Regions from separate parts of the Mus musculus genome. Here regions 1, 3, 4, 5, 6 and 7 are each linked to region 2. A link is a contact called in public HiCAR-type, HiChIP or PLAC-seq and promoter capture Hi-C data. All regions are on one chromosome and are shown on one strand. The core of a region is the stretch at or near the end of the contact, and the rest is flanking DNA. Distances in the headings are between cores, read along the strand shown. Region 1 holds the start of Trim37 (tripartite motif-containing 37). Region 2 holds the start of Appbp2 (amyloid beta precursor protein (cytoplasmic tail) binding protein 2). Region 3 holds the start of Ints2 (integrator complex subunit 2). Region 4 holds the start of Prr11 (proline rich 11). Region 5 holds the start of Tada2a (transcriptional adaptor 2A). Region 6 holds the start of Gdpd1 (glycerophosphodiester phosphodiesterase domain containing 1). Region 7 holds the start of Heatr6 (HEAT repeat containing 6).

Region 1 (2,836 bases), core at 19-2,518, 1.9 Mb before region 2:
CCTGAAAATCTGCAGCCACTATAAATGCGAGTGTCCCTATTGACATTAAGTTAATAACTAAAAAAAAATTGAAAACAGGGAAGTTTACCCACGTCTATTTTTACTCCATTCCAGAAAAATTAAACCCTCCTAAAACCAAGAAAAGTTTACAAAACCTTCACACAACTTTCACAAGAGCAATTAAGTAGAAAATTACTGATGGTCATAACTGCAAGACCAGGTCCTGAGAGATGCGGACTCTTAACTGGCTTTGGGAAGACAATAAAACCATGGGGGTGAACTGGGTTAATCTCAAGAGCAATGCTCAGTAAGTTATCCCTTATTTTTAAAAAGCAAAAATCATGTAGTACTTTAGTCTCTGAACGGTTCACGCCCCCCAGCCCCCAAGCAATCGTTTTGATGATTCTAGCCTTTATGGAAATACCCCAATCATGAAATCATCTTACAAGAATCAATGCTGGAAACTACTAGTCTTTAAGTCAGTCGAGTGTGAGAGAGGTGTGTGTGTCCTACAAAATGAACCGCTGAGGGTGAAAAAAATGTTTAATCATGCAGAGCAAGTCGTGGCGAGAAAGCAGGGCAAGTCCTTCCGATGAATTTGCAATTTTGCTCTAGAAAGGCTCAGCCTGCAAACAGCGACGAGAGCAGGTGCCAAGGCATCGCTGGAGCTCCGCAGCACCTGACTGCGGAACAGATTCAGCACCGGGCATGCTGAGGGCTGGAAGCACTACCGCCGGGCCAGCCTCCCTCTCCGCGACTCGCAGAGGCTGCCTCCCACAGGGAGGGCGAGCGCATGGGGCCCCGGATAGAAAAGGAGCCCAGCCGCCACCCTCCGTGATGCCCCTCACCTCCACACTCTGCTCATCCATTGCCTCCGGCTCTCGGCGGGGCCCTCGGCGACCCTCGGAGTCCGTGTCTGCGCTGTCAGGCGCCGGCCCGAGGTCGCCAGGTCAGCTGCGCTCACCTCAGCAGGCTCCCACAACAGTGCCACCTCCGCGCCCCATCCCGTCGGGTTCCCCACCGGCTACCCCGCATTTCGCCATTTTTTTTTATCCGCGCGCCAGCCCTGGGGCGGAGAGGGAAGGGCTAGCGGTAGCCGCAACGCCTTCCTCCCGCCTCAGCAGCTGGCCTGCGTCCGCGTGGGAGCCCTGGCCCACGTGACGCCGGCGCGCGCGTGTGAAAACCGCCGCGGGGCCCGTCCGGGGCGGAACAGGCGCCACAGAGAATTCGCAAACACCAACGGTAACCAGGGCAGCTAGAGGCGCGGCAACGGGGCGGACGCGATGCGCACGCGCACTCGGCGTTGCGGGAGGGGAGGGGAGGGGCGGGGCGGAGCGGGGCGGGAGGAGAGGCGGGCGCCCGGTTCCCGCGGTGCGCGCAGCACACGAGACTTGGAGAGGCGGTGCCGCGGGGAGGCGTGTCGGGCGTCGGCGCGGTGCCCTTCGCCTCGCAGATTTTACCGCCAGTGATGTAGGCTCCTTGGTGCGTCCTAATTGGAAGAAGCCACGCTCCCGAGTATTAGGAAGGGACGGAGAGTCTTATTTGCGTTCCCATTGTTTGTGGGTCACCTAAGGAGACCCTGGAGCCGGGAACTCTTGCTTGGTTAGTGTTTGCTTTCCGCCTCTGGGAGGAAACGCAGACTTTAAGCTTTAAAAAAAAAAAAAAAAAAAAAAAAACTTAGTCCCCCTCCATAGTAAATGCATTTGAAAGCTCCAATTGTAATGGACCGGCGATTTCTCTTGACCTGTTATTTTGAGACAAGGTTTCTTTAGTTCATGATAGACTGGACGTATAGTGAAGTCTCCAAGCTTCCTGGAAGTAAGGATTGCAGGGGAGAGGTACCACGTCTTCTCATTTTGGTGAGACAATTGGATCCACATCCCACCGACTAAGGCTTTCTTGCAGCTTGAGTTGTTTTTGCTATGGGGACTAACAAAGAGTCTAGGGAATCGCTTCTAAATTCCTTCCAGAAGAGACCAGTTAGGGTGCAGAAATTGAGGGTATGTGAGACAAAAGGCGTTGGTCAAATACTTAAATCTTAATTCTTCTCTTAAGCTTATTACAAAGTTATTTATGAACCCAATCCAGAGAATTGATAATCTAGAAAGAATCTTTTCGTTACTAGCAACATTTTTTAAAAATTATATGAACTATAAACAAGATTTATGGAGGTAGGACGGATGGCCCAGAGGTTAAGAATACTTGCTACTCCGGGGGAGGACCACTCTCTAACCCTGCCTTTGGTCTCCAGCCTATACTCCAACTCCATTCTGCCCACCTAAAACACCCACACTCACATGCACATATATTAATATAACCCAAAATAATCTACACACACATAATTTAATTAAGTAGAGATAGAATATGCTTTCACAAGCTGGGCATGGTGGAGCACTCGTTTAGTCCCAGCATTTGGGGGACAGAGGCAGGTGGAGTTCCAGGACAATCAGGGATACACAATGACACCGTGTATTGAAAAACCAAAAGCAAAAAAGGCTTTCATTTCAAACCACTTATGGTCTTTGAACTAGATGCAGGCTGATAGTTGCAGAATAATTTTACTAACGTGTCCTGAATTGTACCTTTTTGCTGATGTTCCCATGTCACCTGCACTGACCTAGAACTTGCTATAAAGCATATGCCAGCCTTCAACTCCCTCCTTAGCCTCTTCAGTGCTAGGATATACATAGGTATGCCACCACATTCTATTTACACTTTAAAATTTAATCTATACCTAAAAATTTGTGGAGGCCGGGTGTGGTGGTACATGTCTTTAGCTTTTAATCATAGCCTTTCATGACCAGGCAGAAACCATCTCCAGAATAGCCTGGTCTAC
Region 2 (3,053 bases), core at 181-2,680:
TCTTGGGAGATAGAGAATCAGTGCAAGTTTAAATCCAAAGCTAACAAGTTATTGTTCCAGGCCAGCCATGCCCATAAGTAGGACCCTGACTCAAAATCAATCATCAATCAATCAATCAAAGGGTGTTTTAGAGGTTTCTATGTTTTTTTTTTAAACTTGATAAATCTGTCAACCCTATTTTGAGGCTGACTACAGCTTTCCCAGGTTTGTCAATTATAGCCTAAGAAATCACAGGACTGAAGAAGTTTAAATGTGTGTATGGTTAATCAGTTTCACTGGATTTAAAGTGCATTTCTCCATTTGTTTGACATGCATTCTCAGACTACTAGAAGAATTTGGTAGGCAAGCCAAAACATTTAATAGATTCTTTTTTTTTTCAATGCAAAAATGGGGAAACGGGGCTTGAATGATTGCTCAGTAAAAAAATGCTGGCAACTACCTTTGATCCCAGCACTAGCGAGGCAGAGGCAGCAAGATCTCTGTGACTTGAGGCTAGCCTGGTCTACAGATAAAGTTCTAGGAGAGCCAGGGCATGTTAAACAAATTTTTCTTCTTTTAAAAAAAAAGAAAAAAGAAAATTGTCCCAGCACTCGGGAGGCAGAGGTAGGCAGATTTCTGAGTTCGAGGCCAGCCTGGTCTACAAAGTGAGTTCCAAGACAGCCAGGGCTATACAGAGAAACCCTGTCTCGAAAAACCAAAATTTAAAATAAAATAAAATTGGATAGGGGCTGGTGAGATGGCTCAGTTGATTAAGAGCACCGACTGCTCTTCCGGAGGTCATGAGTTCAAATCCCAGCAACTACATGGTGGCTCACAACCATCCCCAATGAAAAAGAATCTATGAGCTAGGGCTGAGCGAGTAGAGCAGGAGACAACAGGGCCAGAGCAAGAGGGACAGGCCTGGAACTCACACTGTAGACCAGGCTGGCCTGGAGCTCACAGAAATCCACCTGCCTCTGTCTCTGCAGTGCTGGGATAAAAGTGATGGGCCACCACATCCCTCAATATAGATTTTCTTTGTTTGAGACAGGGTCTCACTCCATAGACCTTGACCTCAGGAGATACCCCTGCCTCTGCCTCCCAAGCGATCCATTCCAAGTGCACCACCATGCCCCGTCCGTGCTGTGCACTTTTGTGAAAAAAAGATCAGTCCTAAAGTTCGTTGATCTAAAAGATCAATTCTTAAAGTTGAAGAGGGCTGTCGTCGAAAAACTCACTGAAACGAGACTGTGTTGGAGAGCCACAGCACGCTGGATAAAACACCACTCCAACTACCGCCCAGCTTCCCCGGTGTCTCGTCCTTTAGGAACAAGCACCCAGCGCCCCTCAGACGCTCCGCGCTCTTTCTCCGCAAGTTTTCCGCCTGCCGCATTCCTTCCCGGGCGCGTCGGCGCGTCGCGCGTTGACGTCATGACGCACACACGCAGCCCCGCCCATGCAGAGCTGAGAGCCTGGACGGAACTGGGCTCGCTCTCCTGTTGGGAATGTGAGGCTCTCGGTACGGTCGTGGTCTGCGTTCGTCCGGATCTTCCGTGGCCGCCGCTACCGCCGCTACCGCCAGCACCATCTGCCCTCAGGCCGCGCGCGCACGCAGAGGCCCGGCAGCCGGGTCCGAGAGGCGCGCGCACGCCCGCTCGCCCGCGTGGTCGCCGCCCCTCGGAAGCCTCCGGAGCCTCACACGGGTTCGCTACGGAGGGAGGCGGAGGCCTGCGGGAGGAGGCGGAGGAGGAGCGAGGGAAGATGGCGGCCGTGGAGCTCGAGTGGATCCCGGAGACGCTCTACAACACCGCCATCTCCGCTGTCGTGGACAACTACATCCGCTCGCGCCGCGACATCCGCTCCTTGCCGGAGAATATCCAGTTCGACGTTTACTACAAGGTACAGGCGATCTGTTCTATCGGACCCCGCCGCTGCTCCTGGGCCGCACCCCCTTCCACGTCCACGGCCCGGCCTGTAGCTCTCGAGGTAGCGTCGGCTGCGGTGGCCGCTTTCCGATACGCCGCCACCCCCGCGTCTGCCTCCCGGTCTGTGCGGCCCGGGGGGGTTCTTGTGTGAGAGCTATCCGCCATCCCCTTAGGGGCCCCAGGGTAGGCCTGCGGGAATGCCTGACCCAGCCGAGTCCCACCCGGTCCTCTAGTCGCTGGGGTATTTTCTGTCTTCTCTAGTGTTTGTATCAGCTGGACTTTTTTGTTCCGCTCCACCCCTAATTCTCCCTACTTTGTCATCTCGTCGATCCTCTTTACCCGAGTAACTGCTTTCTTTCTTTTTCTTTTTTTTTTCCCCTCCCTTCTCTAATCCGAGTTTCGTCCCTTTCCTTTCTTTCAATCCGAAATGATTTAGTTAGGGCTTAATGAAAATGGTCTGTGGGCTTCATTTGCATATCCTTGAAAGCTTTTTTGTGTGGTTTCTAGGTTTGTTTTGGTTTTTCGGTTTACACTTTGGGTTAAATTGGGAATTTTACTAATAGATTAGTAATAGACTGGATCTTTAGAAAGGACGCAGTGAAATTCCCTGAAAGCAAGAAGTAGAAATCTGAATTATACCAATGTGTATGAAAAGTGCGATTTTGCAGCATTCTTGCGTCGCTCCCTCTCAAAAATCTGCACAGAAAGTCCCAAGTTGCTCTCCAAGGAGTTTCAAGGGTAAGTGTTCATAGACGTGGACAATTTTTGCAGTGTTCTGAGAGGGAGGAGAACTTTATGGACTCGGAGCCTCCCTTTTCCTCTCCCCCACGTTTGAGTGTGAACACTGGCCTTATTCAGGGATCCTTGCTTTGAGTCAGCGAGAATTTCAGTTTCCAGTAGCCACTTTTGCAAAATATGACCAGTAGAGCTTTTATTTTTAGATCTTTAGTATTACTTGATTAGTTAGTTGTCTCCCAGCAGTGTAATTTGATATTTAGCAGATTTGTATATTCTTATCTTTGTTCGGTGTTTTAGGGCGTTTGTTTTATTAGAGAGATTGTCTGCTTTTTCCAGCTTGAGAACATTCTTTCAGAATTAGCAACTGACATACTGCAGTCTATAAACCCTGCTGCTGCTTTGCACCAACCC
Region 3 (3,077 bases), core at 257-2,756, 1.0 Mb before region 2:
AGCAGAATTTTTTTTTTTAAAGATTTCTTTATTATTATATCTAAGTACATTGTAGCTGTCTTCAGACACCTAGAAGAGGGCATCAGATCTCATTATGGATGGTTGTGAGCCACCATGTGGTTGCTGGGATTTAAACTCAGGACCTTCGGAAGAGCAGTCAGTGCTCTTAACCGCTGAGCCATCTCTCCAGCCCAAAAGCTGCATTTTAATAAAATAGTTCAGAGGCTTGACAGATGGCACAGCATGCCAGGTGTTGGTCGCTGAGCCAGATGACATGAATTCAAGTCCCAGGACATACATGGTGGAAGGAGAAAATGAGCTTCCATGAGTTATTCTTTTTTCTCACAAGTAAACACATGCACAAATGTCACACACACACACACACACACACACACACACACACACACACACACACACAAACGCGCGCGCGCGCGCGCAAGGTCATGCAAACCTTGGGTGAACCAGGAACAACAACCACAACAAAAAACGTAAGCTGGTGAAGATGGCACAATCCTATAATTCCACAATTTGAAAGGCTGAAGCAGAAGTTCAGAGCAGCCTGGACTACATAGTGTGGCGCTGTCTCCAGAACATTTATTATGAGATAAATAGACTTGCAATTTTTAAGATGGTGAGACTTTAGTTTTGATTTTCTTTCACAAGTGCCACATATAATATTGAGAAGGTTCCACTGAATTCGTTCCTAAAATTCACTCTTGAATAGGATTTTTGTAACCTCGAGACCCGAGAAAGCTACCAAACATAGAGCCTCTAGTATGAGCCCTGGGCAGACAGAGGGGTTGTGTCAAGTACCAGTCATCCTTGTCTACATAATGAACTCCAGGCCAACAAGGACCACATATACCTTGTCTGAAAAACAAAACCAACCTCGAATGCAAGCCGGAAGTGGTAGCATGCGCTTATAATTTGGGTACACACCATAAAACTAAATAATGAAAAGTTATTACACTTTGGCCTTAGTGTATAGACTTATGATTAATTACTTTTTTTTTTTTTTTTCGACACATGGTTTCTCTGTGTAGCCCTGGCTGTCCTGGAACTCACTCTGTAGACCAAGCTGGCCTCGAACTCAGAGATCCGCCTGCCTCTGCCTCCCAAGTGCTGGGATTAAAGGCGTGCGCCACCACTGCCCGGCTTCATTACTTTTAAAATTCCCCTACACACAGGTCTTGGGATTCTAGAACTTTCTAGACCGCACCGGCAGGGGTTTAAAGGAGGCTGCAATCGGGTTCCATTAGGCAAATTTCTGTGGAGGAACAGAGCGGACAACTTTTGCCATTTAATACATTATTGTTATTTAAATGTCGCGATAATTGGTTCGGGGGTCGGGATTTCGCTCTGACCGTTTAGGAACTCATCTGACAAGGTTCCAAGAGAAAAGCTCTGGAAAACAAGAAAGTGTAACACTCCACGCTTTCGGAAGCGGGGAGGGCGGTGACGGAGGAAGGGGCGGGCCTGCGCATGCGCAGAGCGGCCCTAAGCTGGCTTTTCTTATCGCCGCCGACGTCTTCTCAGTGCTGTACGGTGGCCGGCGCGTGCCAGAAGCTTGGGATGAATGGAGGTGCAGGGTGCAGGTTGAACTAAGTCTCTGCTTTCCCCTCTCTCCTGGTTGCTTCTCCCTTTTTTTTCCCTTTCCTTTTTACTTTTTTTTTTTTTTTTGCAGTGTCCCCATTCTGATTCTCGCTCTGTCGACGGCACTGTTGGTGCCAGCGTCAGAGTTCTTGGTGCCTGAGTCGACTCCGGGCATTGCCGGGGTTTGGGGATCTGGATAATCACCTAGGCCCAACTTCGGACCGCGCTCTCCATTTCTGCCTCGTCTGGCTCTCGGAGGCGGAATCCGAGTGGGTCCCTTGAGGCTGGAGGGTTGATCTTAAGGTATGAAGCGTCGGCTTCTCGGGCCCAAGTGCCGCTTTGTCTGAAGTCCGCCTGACTCTTCGCAGCCCGGGTCACTCGATTCTCATTGCTGCCTGGCAGAGACCCCTGAGTCCTGTCACCTCTGCCTTGAGCTTACTCTACTGTTAAAAGACCAGCGCTTACTATTGAAACAGCAGCATTTCTGCCTACGATTCTTTGTCCACAGCTCTGCTAGGGAGTAGGTCTTAAGACTGAGTGGTCTCTGTTAACTGTTCCATGTCACCTCTCTTTTCTGCTACCTTTTGAAAATTTACTCAAAACCACAGTGCCCAAGTGAGACTCTCTTTAACTCCTTCAGCTGACTGTACATACACATCTACCTCTATAACAATAGGGGTACGGAATAGCGTTGTGGCTTTCAGAACCATGCCTCTGACATTACTTTTGGCCCGTGAGATGATTTACCAGTGTTTCCATGTAGTTGGGAGGTAGAAAGAGAAGCCCAACTGATATTTATATTTATCTGGTAGGCTTGTAAAATGAAAGAGATCTGGCTGCAGCCGTTCATTTTCTCTCCATATTTCATGGAACTCATGTAATGGGCATAATGAGGGAAGTCTTGGCTGTGTTCAGGGTAGGAGGGTTCACTGGGACACAAAGTATTAGAGCAAATGATCTCTAAATTGAGAAGAAACATTAATCTGCAGTTTTCCTTCTTATCTTCCAGATGTCAGTAGAAACATAGAGACAGAAACCTGAGCTTTAATTGTGCCAACAACATTGCCAATGCAAGGACCTACTAAGTATTTAGTATACTTTGTTAGATTTTAAAGAAGGTTGTCATATATGTGGGAAGTAGATACCGATTTTCATTTTGTTGTTTTGGACTCCTTAGGATCGAGAGCGATGACGCCCGAGGGTACAGGCCTGCAGTTTGTCAGCCCTTTTGCTTTTGAAGCTATGCAGAAGGTGGATGTTGTCCGCCTGGCGTCCTTAAGTGATCCGGAATTAAGACTCCTCTTGCCCTGCCTGGTGAGGATGGCACTTTGTGCTCCTGCTGACCAGAGCCAAAGTTGGGCACAGGATAAGAAACTTATACTTCGCCTCCTGTCTGGAGTGGAAGCTGTCAACTCCATTGTTGCACTGTTGTCTGTGGACTTCCACGCTCTAGAACAAGATGCCAGCAAAGAACAGCAGCTTAG
Region 4 (2,962 bases), core at 237-2,736, 1.9 Mb before region 2:
GGTCCGATGATCAATCTGGAAGAAAAGTGATCATGCAAAAAGAAGTCTGAAGACAGAACAAGAAAACTAAGAAAAAAGGCGCGGCGATCTAGCGGGCAGTGGAAGGATGGGAGGGCGGGAATAAAGAGAACACTGATGGAGAATGACAAGGCCACTCGGCTGGACGCTCAGTGCACTCCAGCCTTGCCCGCAGCCGCTGAGGGCCTTCGTCCAGGGTTCTCCTTGCACAGAGGAAAGGAATTGAGCATCTAGGAAGCAGAAAGCCGGGCCTGGGGCAACGCCGCTCGCGCCCCGGGAAGGAGCTCCAGGCTCGGTCCCCGCGGCGGCTCCTCTCCCAAGCCGCAAAGAGCCCAGTCTGCGGAACCGCGGGCAAGTTTCTCGTGCAAGTCTAGCATCTTCTTTCAGACTGTCCCAGCTCGCCTGCGAGTAGGTGCATGGTGGACTTGAATTTCTCCGCGCCCCTAGACTTCTGCCCCACCTCATCCTCCATCCCCCTTTTCGGGAGACGTAAACGACCTCTCTCCTCCTCCGAGCTATTAAAGACCGTTCCAGTCACGCTTGGGCAAGGAAGGTAGAAATTCGTGAGGCGGTATCTGTGCCGGGCGCGGCTCCTGGAGCCGATGAAGGAGAAAACCAGGACCAGGGAATTACAAAGGCCCCACACCCTCAACATCTCCCGCCATTTCCCTCACGAGTTCCCCGGATGTAACCCCTTCCCCCGCGGCGGTTAAGAGACCAAGGCGGCGGTAGCTCCCGTAGGTGCAGAAAGAAGGAACTCAATTCAGGTTCCAGCTTCCACAACCCAGTTTCAGGAGACTCTAAAATGCGCTTCACCTTCTAGGCCATCGGTGGAGCACATTAATTACCCAGTAGGTTTCCTTCACTCTCCACTCACCATCAGTTCCAGCTTATCGACCTCCGCCTCCATATTGAATAGTTGACATTCCTCAGACCGCTGAGGCGCTTAAGCTGTAAGCCGTGCTAGCACTGAGGCCCTCCATTGGACAGCTGTCACTCAACGTCTTGCGCTCATTGGCTAGTACGTTCCATCGGCGCCCGCCCATTGGCGCCTGGGTAACGCCCCTCGTTATAAAACGCACTTTCCTGTTGGACAAAGACACAAAACGCCGCAGGGGGATTGGCTGCTGAATATATGAATTTTTCCATTGGCTGCCTTATGGTCCCTACTTTCAAGTTCATACTTGGAAAAGAGTTTGCGATTGGTGTACTCGGAAGCAGCAGCAGCCAATGACATAAAAGCTTCCACTGCGGGCCTAGGCGACGTGACACACCTCCTTTTCTCTCCGGCTTCCCCGCCCCTTCTCGCCCGCCTTTCCTTATTCATACAAGAAGCGCCTCAGTTCCGATTGGCCAGGATGTGATGCTCTTTTGGCCAATCGTAGTCCAAGCTGTGCTTTGATCCTTTCAAGACAACGAACCCTGTAGAGACCACGTCTACGATTGGTCGCTCGTCGGCAAAGATTTAATTTTGAAATTTTCTTTATGGTGTGGAAGAGGCTTAGGCCCGAACTTCGTCTAATCCCCAGGCTCTTAGACTAGTAAGTGCAACGACGTTTTTTCTCTTTGTTACCTGGTCCCGTCTTCCGTTACTCGAACTGTTGATGACTGGGTTCTTATGGAGGTGGGGTCTTGAGCTGGACAGGGAAGGGAGATGGAGCAGAAAAGGAAAGGTTTCGGGCAGGAGAAGAGCTCCGCTGGCAACATCTGAGACACATTTTTTATTTAACACTGCAATATATAGTTTGAAGTGATTGCCTTTTTGCTCAGTCTTTGTCGTAACTTTTTGCTTCTCAAAGGGGGCCCACCGACTGGCGGTAATTGGCTTCTCTGGGCGCTAGCGAAAAATGCAAATTATAGGAATCTACCCAAATTTCCTATCACAATGTTTATTTAACCAGATGCTCTCCCCAGCCATTCTTCAGCGCATTTACGTTTATGGAGAAGTATTTTATGTCAGGTAATTTTACAGTGTTCCATGATGCAAAATGACTTCTGACATCTACTTTAAAAGTATACCCCTTTTACTGTGTGTCTAGTAGTGTGCTGGGTAAGACTAAGGACCTGTGGTCACTCTGAGAAAGACACAGGGAAGAACCGGGTGGGGTTGGGGATAGCAATGCTTCACGACTTAAAACAAAATTGACTATAGGACAATGGCAGAGATCATGCTTCAGCATTCAAGGCAAACCAACTAAACTGATGATGGAAATTAAATTGACTAGAGGGGGATGTAAAACATGTGTTTTAGAATAGTGATGATGAAGTAAATCTGTCACTTATGCTGCTGCTACAGTTTTAGAAGTGCCCCTGGCCAAAGACCTTTCCATATAACTGATGGAGTTCTTAAAGAACCAGCAGTGTCAACTCATGAAGAAGACTAATTATATTGTTCTGAGACAGGAGCTTGTGTATCAACAACTAACCCAGACTTTTTTAAATTTTATTTTTTCAGATAAGGATGTATATTTAAATATAAAACAGAAATATTTTAAGTACTATTAAGTGTTTCAAAATACCTGTCTTTTTTGTTTGTTTGGTTGGTTGGTTGGCTGGTTGGTTTTGGTTTTTCGAGACAGGGTTTCTCTGTATAGCCCCAATTGTCCTGGAACTCCCTCTGTAGACCAGGCTGCCCATGAACTCAGAAATCCGCCTCCCTCTGCCTCCCAAGTGCTGGGATTAAAGGCGTGTACCATCACTGCCTGGCTTCAAAGTACCTGTCTTAAAACAAACCTTTCATTTTGGGTAATTGTATAAAGCCTGTTAAAGTTACTATAGCCCCATAGTCTATTAGAAAAAGTCATGGTCTCTGGAGACTTATAGGTCTTCATTATACTTCATTGTATTATATTAGGCAGATAGCTAGTCTAAGCCTCAGCTTAATTTTGTATAACACTAGGACTAAAATCTTCCTTGTCAGGGATTGAAACCTTTGAGGACATTG
Region 5 (3,029 bases), core at 227-2,726, 1.1 Mb after region 2:
TTTCCTCTTGTGTGTTATGTCTGCTAGGAAGCCTTTCTTCCCTATCCTGACTAAAAGAAAATCTATCACTGTTATATCTGGATCCTGATTTATTTCCCATAAAACCACATTATGAGGCATTTAAAAATATTTGTTACTTATATATTAATATGCAACATACTTATATTTTATTGCTTATATATAAAATACACAAACCTTATGTGCAAGAGCATATACTTCGCTCACTACCAAATTCTCAGCACCCAGGGAAGTGGCTGTTCGTTGTGCTTTTGTGAAATGAATGGATTTGGAGAGTCAGTAAATGTGAAGTACTCTATAGCATCAACTGTTTATTTAACGTGGTGGGGATGACTTTCACATGTGAATTTTTAATGTTTTTTCTTTACTACTCTTTTTTTTTTTGAGACAGATCTCTTACTCTGTAGCCCAGATTGATCTCAATCTCAAAGCAATTGTCCTGCACTCTCCAAGTGTTGAGATCACAGATGTGAGCCACTAATTGCACCCAGCTGCAGATTTTATTTTTATTTTAACAATAGACTTATATTACCTGTGTACCAAAAAACAAATCAAGATGCCACACGGGCAGATATCGTATAAATGAATTCCAACAGAAATTGGGCAAATCTATGAAACAGATTTTTAAATAGATATACAGCATAATAGTTAAGATCAAGCCATGGGTTGGAATAGAGCTCTTCCCCAACACTTGGTAGCACTGTGATCCTAAGTTATATATTTCAATGCTGGACCATGAGGACAGTAACAGTGCCTCCCTCAGAAAGTTGTTTTAGACGAACCCTTATGTGTAACCCGCTTTGTACAATGCCTGGCATGCAGTATTGAAGGACTCCACAAATGGAAGCTCTTATAAGAATCTATACTATTAGTAATAAGAGATGTTGGGACATACCTAGCCCTCAAGAGTGACATCAGAGTGGACCACCACATCATCACTGCGTTTCCATGTGGGCCTCTGAAGCCCAGGCAGGGGATGGGTCTTTCCAGAGAAGGCAATTTCGACGTCCCAGAAGCATCAGAATAAAAAGGACCCTCTTCACCCCTCAAGTCATTCAGTCCGGGTAATCCATGAGTGGCATGATGCGCCCGGGGCTCGTCATCCTCCAGTCCAGAGCCTGGGCAGCCTCAGTTTCTTTGCTTGCAAAAGAATTGGAATGGGACTGTTAAGAAAAAAATCTAGACTGAAACAGCGGAAGCCGCCTTAGCACATGCCACCGGGCCGCTTGTGGCGACGGAGAAAGTGACAGCAGGTCAGACTTCAGAGCCCACCGACTAGCAGCCAGGTACCACGCTCCCCATCCCGGGGCGGCGCCACCGGGACCCGCCCGCTGCCAGACTGGAGGAGGCGGGACCGCCTCGGCGTGCTCGCGGCACGGGACCGCGCACGTGAGTCGAGGCCGCGCACGCAGGCCGCGGCGCGCACGCAGAGTCTGCACAGCGCGCGCAGCGGCGGGCTCTTCGGCGCCGAGGTGCGGGACGTGGCGAGGTGAGGCGCGGGGCCGAGCGGCGGGAGCGAGGGCACGCGGGGTCACGAGGTGCCGGCTGGCGCGGCGGGGCCACGCGGCGGGGGAGGTTGGCGCGGCCGGGCGAGTCCCGAGCCCCTCCCCCCGGCGGCTGGCGGTGCCGCAGCTCCGTATTCCCGGCTGGGCGGTGGAGCACGGCCCCGGCCCACCTGACCCGCCGAACCCCCACGTGGGTCTCCGCGCCCCAGTGTTTAGCACTGTTTTGCGGTCGAGGCCCGGCTACAGTGACCTGCCCAAGACCGTGCAGCTCTAAGGATGTTAACTGCACAACTGCCAAGCCCGCGGCTCCCCTGTGCTCATGGGATCCTGCCCCTCCATGCCTTCCCTGATCCCTCTTGTAATTAATTTAAATGTAGCCCATCTCTCAAGGATGTTAGTGTCACTGCGTGGTCTTCTAAGGAAGGAGAGGAAGGAGGATTTTGCTTTCTGCAGCATTGTGCTTTGCAATGTGAAGTGTTTGTCAGAACGTACTGTAGAATCTTTGCCACTGTAAAGGTCTTGATAGAGCCCTGCTGTTCACCAGGCTGTAAAAACATTGTGCAAATACCCCAATCTTTAGCGCTTCATTTTCTTGGGGAAAACAGCCTATGTCAGGAGATTGTTAGGATTCCAAGATATAGTCCCCGTACTAAGATTACATTTAGTACCTGACATATGCCTTTGTTAATTTTTTTTTTAATTAATTTTTTTTTTTAGTCAGCCTCATGTATCTTGGGCTAACCTTGAACTTAATGTAGCCAAGAGTTTCCATGAACTGATCGTACTGTCTGTACCTCTGGAGTACTGGGTTTGTTTGCTCAATGGATGCTGGAGTGTGAATATAAAGCATCCTTGCTAAAACACCCTACAACTGAACTACTGAGCCACAACGTTCTTCAAAGATCATTTTTCTTGGAAATAGAGTAAAAACTCACCCCTACCCAAAATAGCCTAAAGTTTGACCCTCAGCCTTCTTATCTAAGCATTGCATATACTTTGTATGTCAGTCCCCAAGCTAAAAATGTCAACGTGAAAAACCTATTTTGGTTGGAGAGATGGCTCAGCGGTTAAGAGCACTGGCTGCGCTTCCAGAGGTTCCGAGTTCAAATCCCAGCAACCACACGGTGGCTCACAGCCATCTGTAATGGGATCTGATGCCTTCTGGTGGGTCTAAGGACAGCTACAATGTACTCATATAAATAAAATAAATAAATCTTTAAAAACAAAAGGGGGGGGGGCTGGAGAGATGGCTCAGAGGTTAAGACCACTGACTGCTCTTCAGAAGGTCCTGAGTTCAATTCCCAGCAACCACGTGGTGGCTCACGACCATCCGTAGCAAGCGCCCTCTTCTGGAGTGTCTGAAGGCAGCTACAGTGTACTTACAGATAATAAATAAATAAATCTTAAGGAAAAAAAAAAAGAAAAATCTATTTCAGGAGAAATGAAGGTGAATTAGCCTTTTGTTTTGTTTGTTTGTTTGTCCCCCACCCCCTGAGACAGGGTTTC
Region 6 (2,976 bases), core at 448-2,947, 1.8 Mb before region 2:
TACATCCCCACTCTTGTTTGTTCTTAATATTTGAAAACAGTAACTAGCTTGAATTCATTCTGTAACCCAGGCAGACCTAGATTTTACAATCCTACTGCCTCAACCTCCAGAGTTGCTGGGATTACAGACCTGTACCCTCAGGCCTGACTTAAATGTTCTTTAATTAAATACCTATTCTATGAAATAATTTGCTAAATCTCACCAATCTATAGTAACTTTCCCCAGCATATGACAATCACCAATTGTGATTATGCTATCAATTAGATAAGTGCAAAATAAGTTGAGACCCAATGTAGTGTATTGTAATTGATCCTATTTTCCCAGATACATTTAAAATAGTGTCCTGACAGGATTAGATATTTTAGTCCCAATGTTTGTGAAATAGAGTGTTTACCACCTTTCCAAAAGCTGCCACTTGACCCAGCAAGATGGCTTAGTGGGAAAAGGAGCTGCCACCTTAGGTCTCCTTAGGTTGTCCTCTGCCTTTACACGTGCACACACATACACTACACAGGAAATAAGTAAATGCATAAAAAATAAATAAACGAGATAGGATCGGGTGCAGCAACCCTTGCCTGCAGTTCCAGCTAATGAGCTGGATGAAACCAAAAGACTGCTTCACCCTTAGGAGTTTGAAGCCAGCCGGAGCTCAATACTGTGAGTCTGCCTGTTGTTGCAATTGTCCTGGGACTCAAACCCCTGGCCTTAAGGGAAGGCAGACGCAAGTGGATCTCTAGCCCTATTGTCATAGCGAGTTCCAGATCAGCCTCGGTACATAGTGAGACCCAGTCTCTAAGGGGGGGGGGGGCCGGGGGGGAGGAGACAGGAAGGGAGGGAGAGAGAACGGAGAGAGGAAGGGAGAGAGGAGAAAAGGGAAAGAAAAGAATCCCAATACTTAGAAGGCAGAGGCAAACTGGTCTCTGTGAATCAAGAGGCCAGCACACAGTCAACACAGTGAGACACCCTGTCTCAATAAACAAATCCAAACCTTGAATGTGCTTGGAAAGTGCTTTACAACTGAGCCACAGCCACAGCCTTTGTGGCTAATTACTTTGCATAAAATACGATCCACAGCTGGGCTTGCCTACCATCCCAACACTCTGGAGGCTGAGGTAGAAGAACCTGAAGTCGAAGACTCTATCCTCTGGTATATAGTGAATTCAAGCCCGGACTGGGCTAAGTAGATCCTATCTCACAAAACCAAGACCCTGCCCCCATAAAACGTGGTTCCTACTGTATTTCTAGTTTGTAAGGTAGGAGATGAAAAAGAAAAATGGAAAAGTTAGTTGCCAGTCTTTATAGGAAAGGACTTAGTGGTCAGTTTCTTTATTCATGTTTATTTTGTACTGGGGCTTGAATCCCGTACGATCTAACCAACTAGGCTACGAGTTCGAGGTATCAGTAACAATTCTTCGCTTTTCCCACAGAAAGGACTAGGACCTGGCCTGGAATCCTCCTTTGATGCACATTTCCCAGTTACGTCAGATTTTCCCCGAAGGCTATCCTGGCTTGAGAGCGTTTTCGGCTTAGGGACTGCCCAAACAAATCCAAACAAATAAAACCACTGGCAAGTTTCCAACCTCTTGCCTCGGGGTCTTCTTCGAAGCACCTGCGCGTGGGACCACAGCTGCCAGACGCCCAACGCTCCGCGCCGTAGCGCGCCTGCGTATCTGAGCCCCTTTGTTGCTCGGGCGCTGGGGTCGGGCTGCGCCTGCGTGCTGAGTCCGCACGAACAAGTGCGCTACGCCGAGGGCACCGGCTGAGGGCGAGCAGACCTCGAGCAGCTGCCGGCGCTGCGGCCGTTGCTACCATCACAGCACAGTCGGGGTCTCAGGCCCAGAAGGCGGTGACCGAGGATGTCGTCCACCGCGGCTTTTTGCCTTCTCTCTACTCTGGGGGGATATTTGGTCACCTCGTTCTTGTTGCTTAAATACCCAGCGTTGCTGCACCAGAGAAAGAAACAGCGATTCCTCAGTAGGCACATCTCTCACCGCGGAGGTGAGAGGGGTCCCCAGAACCCGATGGCGGGGATGGGGGAGGCTTCCTAGCAGGAGGTAGAGGATGGGGATTCTGGAGAGGCTGACGAAGAATGGGCTCCTGGAACTGGAGGGCTTCCTCAGATGAGTGGTCCGGAGGGGAGGGAAGGAAAGGGGTCTCGTGTCCCAGTCCTGGTGGGCGTCTCTGGGGAGCTAGGGTGACAGGGCTTCTGTGAGGAGGAGAAGCGCAGGATGAGAGACAGAAGTGGGGCGTTCCTCGGCCGATGGAGGGATGATCGGGAGGTCCCTTCTTGGCAGCCTGGCACAAAGCCGGTGCAGATCCAGGAGACACCCGCAGGGGGAAGTAGGAACGGACAGACTGCTTGGAATAGGCTGGTGGCTGAGTCCGTGGGGAAGAGCTTGGGCTCCGGCAGAGCTGAGGATCTGCGAGTACCTGGAGCGAGAGCTGAGGAGTCTGCGATGCCACGCTCCACGCGTTTGTAATTGAGCTCTGGAGAGAAATGTCTCCAAACCAGGGACATTTTCCAAGGTCACAGAGTGTGGACTGAAGTGGCACAAGCAACTTGGAGAGTTCTGGTTCTAAGGATTCCAAAACCTAGCACCTGGGTTGTTGTTTTACTTTGATTTTTGAACATTACCCCAGCAATGGTTGGTGGGCTTCTAAAAGACTAAAATATTTAGCTTATGATCAGTCAGTATTTTTTTAAAGATGTTTCTCTTGCAAAAGTATATTGCTTTTATACAATATCAAGTATATAAGGGTTGAAGCGAGTCCGCTCCGCCTTCTAATTTACTATAACAGGCCACATCTTTGCTTCTTCACTGCTGTTCAATAATGTGGCTTCAGGACATTTCAATTTTTTTTTTTTTATAAGTAATAGTTTTAATTTTTTTTTTAAAGATTTATTTATTTATTATATGTAAGTACACTGTAGCTGTCTTCAGACACTCCAGAAGAGGGAATCAGATCTCTTTACAG
Region 7 (2,818 bases), core at 206-2,705, 1.5 Mb after region 2:
GAACTTTGCCAGACAGACAAGTAATCAAAGAACAAGGGGAGGGGATGGAGTGGGGGAACTCTCAGAGATGCGCAATGTCCTCAGGTGCCTGAACCCGAGGCACCAAGTGCCAAGTGACTGAACCCAAGAGGAGAACAAGGAGAGAAGAATGGAAAGGCACACATTTTGTTGTTGTTGTTGTGCAAAATAGCCAAGTATATAAATAAAAAGCTCCCTTAATTTCACTTAGTTCCACTCTGCTCCCTTATCCGTGGTGAGCTGCTCGGGATTCTTTTCCCCTTTACATCCTTAAGCCCCATATTTTTCTCTTACTGTTTGGCCGCTTGCTTCTGCCATTTGCCAATATACATAGAAAATCTCTGATTATGCGTACACTTGTATGCGTTTTGTTTGTTTTTTGTTTTTGTTTTTCCAATAGCAGACTCTGGCAAAGAATAGTCTGGAATGGGGCTAGAATAGAGGAAGATCAGTGAGAGACTAGGGAGAGAAGAGTGTGAACTGAGAAACATGTTTGAGACAGACTGAAGAATTTTAATCCAACAGGCTCCAGGGTAAAGAAAAGAAGCAGTGTGCATGCCTTGTGTGTATTTGGGGTGGGGTAGGGTAGAATGAATAGGGGATTAGGAGTATGGGAGACAATGTATTCATCTATACGAGCTATCAAGTTTGAGATGCTCGCAGGTAGGACTGGCTCAGGGGTTCTGGGAATCAGTGATATACAAGAGCGGATGTGTATGAATGAGATGATCCTGACAGGAGAAGTGGAAGCAAACGAGAGCTAGTGCCGAAACAAAACAGAAAATACAGGCCTTACGACAAATTTAGGTTCCAATCTAGCTCTGCCATTTGCCCAAACCGTGACGCTGGATCTCTTGTGAGCTTCAGTGCGTACATCAGCGAAATCAACTAAGACTACCCTCGCTCCGACATTCCCGGAGTCGCTCACCAGGGATGGCAGCTGAGGGCGTCAGAGCAGAAGCCTTTGAAAAGATGCTGGCTTGCAAGCTTTCAGATGGAGGGCAGAGAGATATGGCACGGACCGAGGGAGAAAGCCAGCCTGGAACTAAGTCATCCGGGACGTGGGTGAGAGCCGGAGGGGCCGGAGGGAGGAACCAGCCGTTGTCCGGGCAGGATGAGGCGCGCCGCCTACCTCGGGGGCCACGCCGCCGCCCTCGCTGTAGTTCTCGGAGATGAGCTGGTCGAAGAGCAGGTGAATCTCCATGCGGGACACGGTGCTGTCATCCGGCTGCAGCGCGCGGAGCCTGGCAGACAAGCGGCGGAACCCATCGTCCTGCTCCGGCGACAGTTCCCGCGGGGCCTCTCGCGGCTGCCCACAAGGAAGAGAGGCGGCGACCTGCACCGCCGCCATTTTTCCTCCGTGAGAAAGCCTGGGAAATACTTCCGGGGCACCGCTTGGGGCAGGGCCTGGGTGTGTGCTCCAGTTCCGGAAAGCCATCATTTGAACTGTAGGTTGCAAGTCGTTCTGTGATTAGGATAGGTAAAAGGCAGCAGAAATAAGGCCACCCACCACCCCTTACCCTCTCAGAAAGTTTGCTCTTGGGCAGGGCTGACGTTGCTAGAGTTTCAGATTCTGGCTGGAGTTGGAGAGCACTCTTCTACATGGCAGTGACAGAAAAGTGAGCTATATGGCTTCCTTCTACTCTTGATGTTCTGATAGGACACAAGCTGGAGTTATCACAGAGAAAGGAGCTTCAGTTGGGGAAGTAAGTGCCTCCATGAGATCCAGCTGTGGAGCATTTTCTCAATTAGTGATCAAGGGAGAAGGGCCCCTTGTGGGTGGGACCATCTCTGGGCTGGTAGTCTTGGTTCTATAAGAGAGCAGGCTGAGCAAGCCAGAAGAAGCAAGCCAGTAAGTAACATCCCTCCATGTCCTCTGCATCAGCTCCTGCTTCCTGACCTGCTTGAGTTCCTGTCCTGACATCCTTTGGCGATCAACAGCAATGTGGAAATTGTAACCTGAATAAATCCTTTCCTCCCTGACTTGCTTCTTGGTCATGATGTTTGTGCAGGAATAGAAACCCTGACTAAGACAAAAACTTAACGTATTGACATTAGTAGCTTTTTCACGATTAGGATTAGATAACTGAGAGGAACAGTTTAAAGGAAGGAGGATTTATTATTATTATTATTATTATTATTATTAATTTTTTGGTGCACTATTTTAGGTGGTTTAAGGCTATGCTTGACTGAATCTGCTGCTTTGTAGTAAAGGAGAATGATCGTGACAGCAGGGGTATTTGGTTGAGGCTTCTCACCTAAAGCAACCAGGAAACAACAAGAAACATGTCAAGCCCAGGACAAAATACCCCGTTGACCTATCTCCTCCAGCATGGCCCCTTCTTCCCAAACAGTACAATCAACTATGGACCAGGGAGACGTGTCATATTCAAACCATAACAACCTCCAAGAAAATAACTCAAGAAGTGTTGAGACTTTTACATTAATGATTTATTAAAAGAAACAACTCCTTGTCCCACTCCACTGTGCTGCTTGTAATCTCCATACATGGCCTCCATTTTCAACTGTTTTCTTGGTCACAGAGCTCCAAACAGACACATTTTTTTTTCCAGGTAGAAGCTATAGGAAGAAATGAACAGTAATCAGGGAAGATGGCCTTTGAGAAAATTCTTTGTTGGAGAAATAGATATAAAAATTATACACGAGACCTGCTGTTTTGGGTACCTGGCTACTGCCCAGAGTGCAATGAGAAACATTAGATCTTGATGCTGGAAATCCATAGCACCATCAGAAAGCCAGAAAGCACTACAGGTGGGCTGGATAGATAAATACTCTGAAC

The links. Promoter capture Hi-C pulls out the DNA fragments that hold promoters and counts their contacts. HiCAR-type assays count read pairs that join an accessible place to other places. HiChIP or PLAC-seq counts read pairs in DNA pulled down with a chosen protein or histone mark. Capture Hi-C pulls out chosen DNA fragments and counts their contacts.
Region 1: a promoter capture Hi-C map of adipose tissue shows a contact between it and region 2, with 4 times the contacts expected there. The contact joins the promoter of Trim37 here to the promoter of Appbp2 in region 2. A contact is called at or near these places in 2 of 39 promoter capture datasets (liver and pre-B cells), 1 of 115 datasets of contacts at active chromatin or transcription factors (large pre-B cells) and 3 of 9 other capture datasets (adipose tissue, liver and pancreatic islet).
Region 3: an H3K27ac HiChIP or PLAC-seq map of cardiomyocytes shows a contact between it and region 2, with 6 times the contacts expected there. The contact joins the promoter of Ints2 here to the promoter of Appbp2 in region 2. A contact is called at or near these places in 5 of 39 promoter capture datasets (embryonic stem cells, hippocampal neurons, liver and 1 more) and 3 of 115 datasets of contacts at active chromatin or transcription factors (cardiomyocytes, embryonic stem cells and pancreatic cancer cells).
Region 4: a promoter capture Hi-C map of pre-B cells shows a contact between it and region 2, with 5 times the contacts expected there. The contact joins the promoter of Prr11 here to the promoter of Appbp2 in region 2. A contact is called at or near these places in 6 of 39 promoter capture datasets (the C10 cell line, embryonic stem cells, hippocampal neurons and 2 more), 1 of 115 datasets of contacts at active chromatin or transcription factors (large pre-B cells) and 3 of 9 other capture datasets (adipose tissue, liver and pancreatic islet).
Region 5: an H3K27ac HiChIP or PLAC-seq map of microglia shows a contact between it and region 2, with 6 times the contacts expected there. The contact joins the promoter of Tada2a here to the promoter of Appbp2 in region 2. A contact is called at or near these places in 2 of 39 promoter capture datasets (the C10 cell line and hippocampal neurons) and 2 of 115 datasets of contacts at active chromatin or transcription factors (embryonic forebrain and microglia).
Region 6: a contact with region 2 is called in a HiCAR-type map of astrocytes, with 4 times the contacts expected there. The contact joins the promoter of Gdpd1 here to the promoter of Appbp2 in region 2. A contact is called at or near these places in 1 of 39 promoter capture datasets (liver) and 1 of 115 datasets of contacts at active chromatin or transcription factors (astrocytes).
Region 7: a contact with region 2 is called in a promoter capture Hi-C map of hippocampal neurons, with 4 times the contacts expected there. The contact joins the promoter of Heatr6 here to the promoter of Appbp2 in region 2. A contact is called at or near these places in 1 of 39 promoter capture datasets (hippocampal neurons) and 1 of 9 other capture datasets (pancreatic islet).

What each region holds. Positions count from the first base shown.
Region 1 is chr11:87,125,507-87,128,342 of GRCm38.p6, reverse strand. Trim37 (tripartite motif-containing 37) reads right to left here and starts at 1,268. Exons shown (of 24, transcript NM_197987.2): 1 at 849-1,268. The coding sequence starts at 869.
Region 2 is chr11:85,233,497-85,236,549 of GRCm38.p6, reverse strand. Appbp2 (amyloid beta precursor protein (cytoplasmic tail) binding protein 2) reads left to right here and starts at 1,430. Exons shown (of 13, transcript NM_025825.3): 1 at 1,430-1,878. The coding sequence starts at 1,741. It overlaps Appbp2os (amyloid beta precursor protein (cytoplasmic tail) binding protein 2, opposite strand), which reads right to left and starts at 1,384. Exons shown (of 4, transcript NR_028329.1): 1 at 1,218-1,384.
Region 3 is chr11:86,256,023-86,259,099 of GRCm38.p6, reverse strand. It overlaps Ints2 (integrator complex subunit 2), which reads left to right and starts at 1,506. Exons shown (of 25, transcript NM_027421.3): 1 at 1,506-1,896; 2 at 2,771-3,077. The coding sequence starts at 2,782. All of the region lies in intron 2 of Brip1os (BRCA1 interacting protein C-terminal helicase 1, opposite strand), which reads right to left.
Region 4 is chr11:87,107,238-87,110,199 of GRCm38.p6, reverse strand. Prr11 (proline rich 11) reads left to right here and starts at 1,486. Exons shown (of 10, transcript NM_175563.5): 1 at 1,486-1,559. Ska2 (spindle and kinetochore associated complex subunit 2) reads right to left here and starts at 939. Exons shown (of 4, transcript NM_025377.3): 1 at 896-939. The coding sequence starts at 928.
Region 5 is chr11:84,128,015-84,131,043 of GRCm38.p6, reverse strand. It overlaps Tada2a (transcriptional adaptor 2A), which reads left to right and starts at 1,476. Exons shown (of 16, transcript NM_172562.3): 1 at 1,476-1,507. It also overlaps a transcript of Acaca not described here.
Region 6 is chr11:87,072,858-87,075,833 of GRCm38.p6, reverse strand. Gdpd1 (glycerophosphodiester phosphodiesterase domain containing 1) reads left to right here and starts at 1,697. Exons shown (of 10, transcript NM_025638.2): 1 at 1,697-1,998. The coding sequence starts at 1,857.
Region 7 is chr11:83,752,274-83,755,091 of GRCm38.p6, reverse strand. It overlaps Heatr6 (HEAT repeat containing 6), which reads right to left and starts at 1,455. Exons shown (of 20, transcript NM_145432.3): 1 at 1,151-1,455. The coding sequence starts at 1,369. Wfdc21 (WAP four-disulfide core domain 21) reads right to left here. Exons shown (of 3, transcript NM_183249.2): 3 at 2,446-2,598.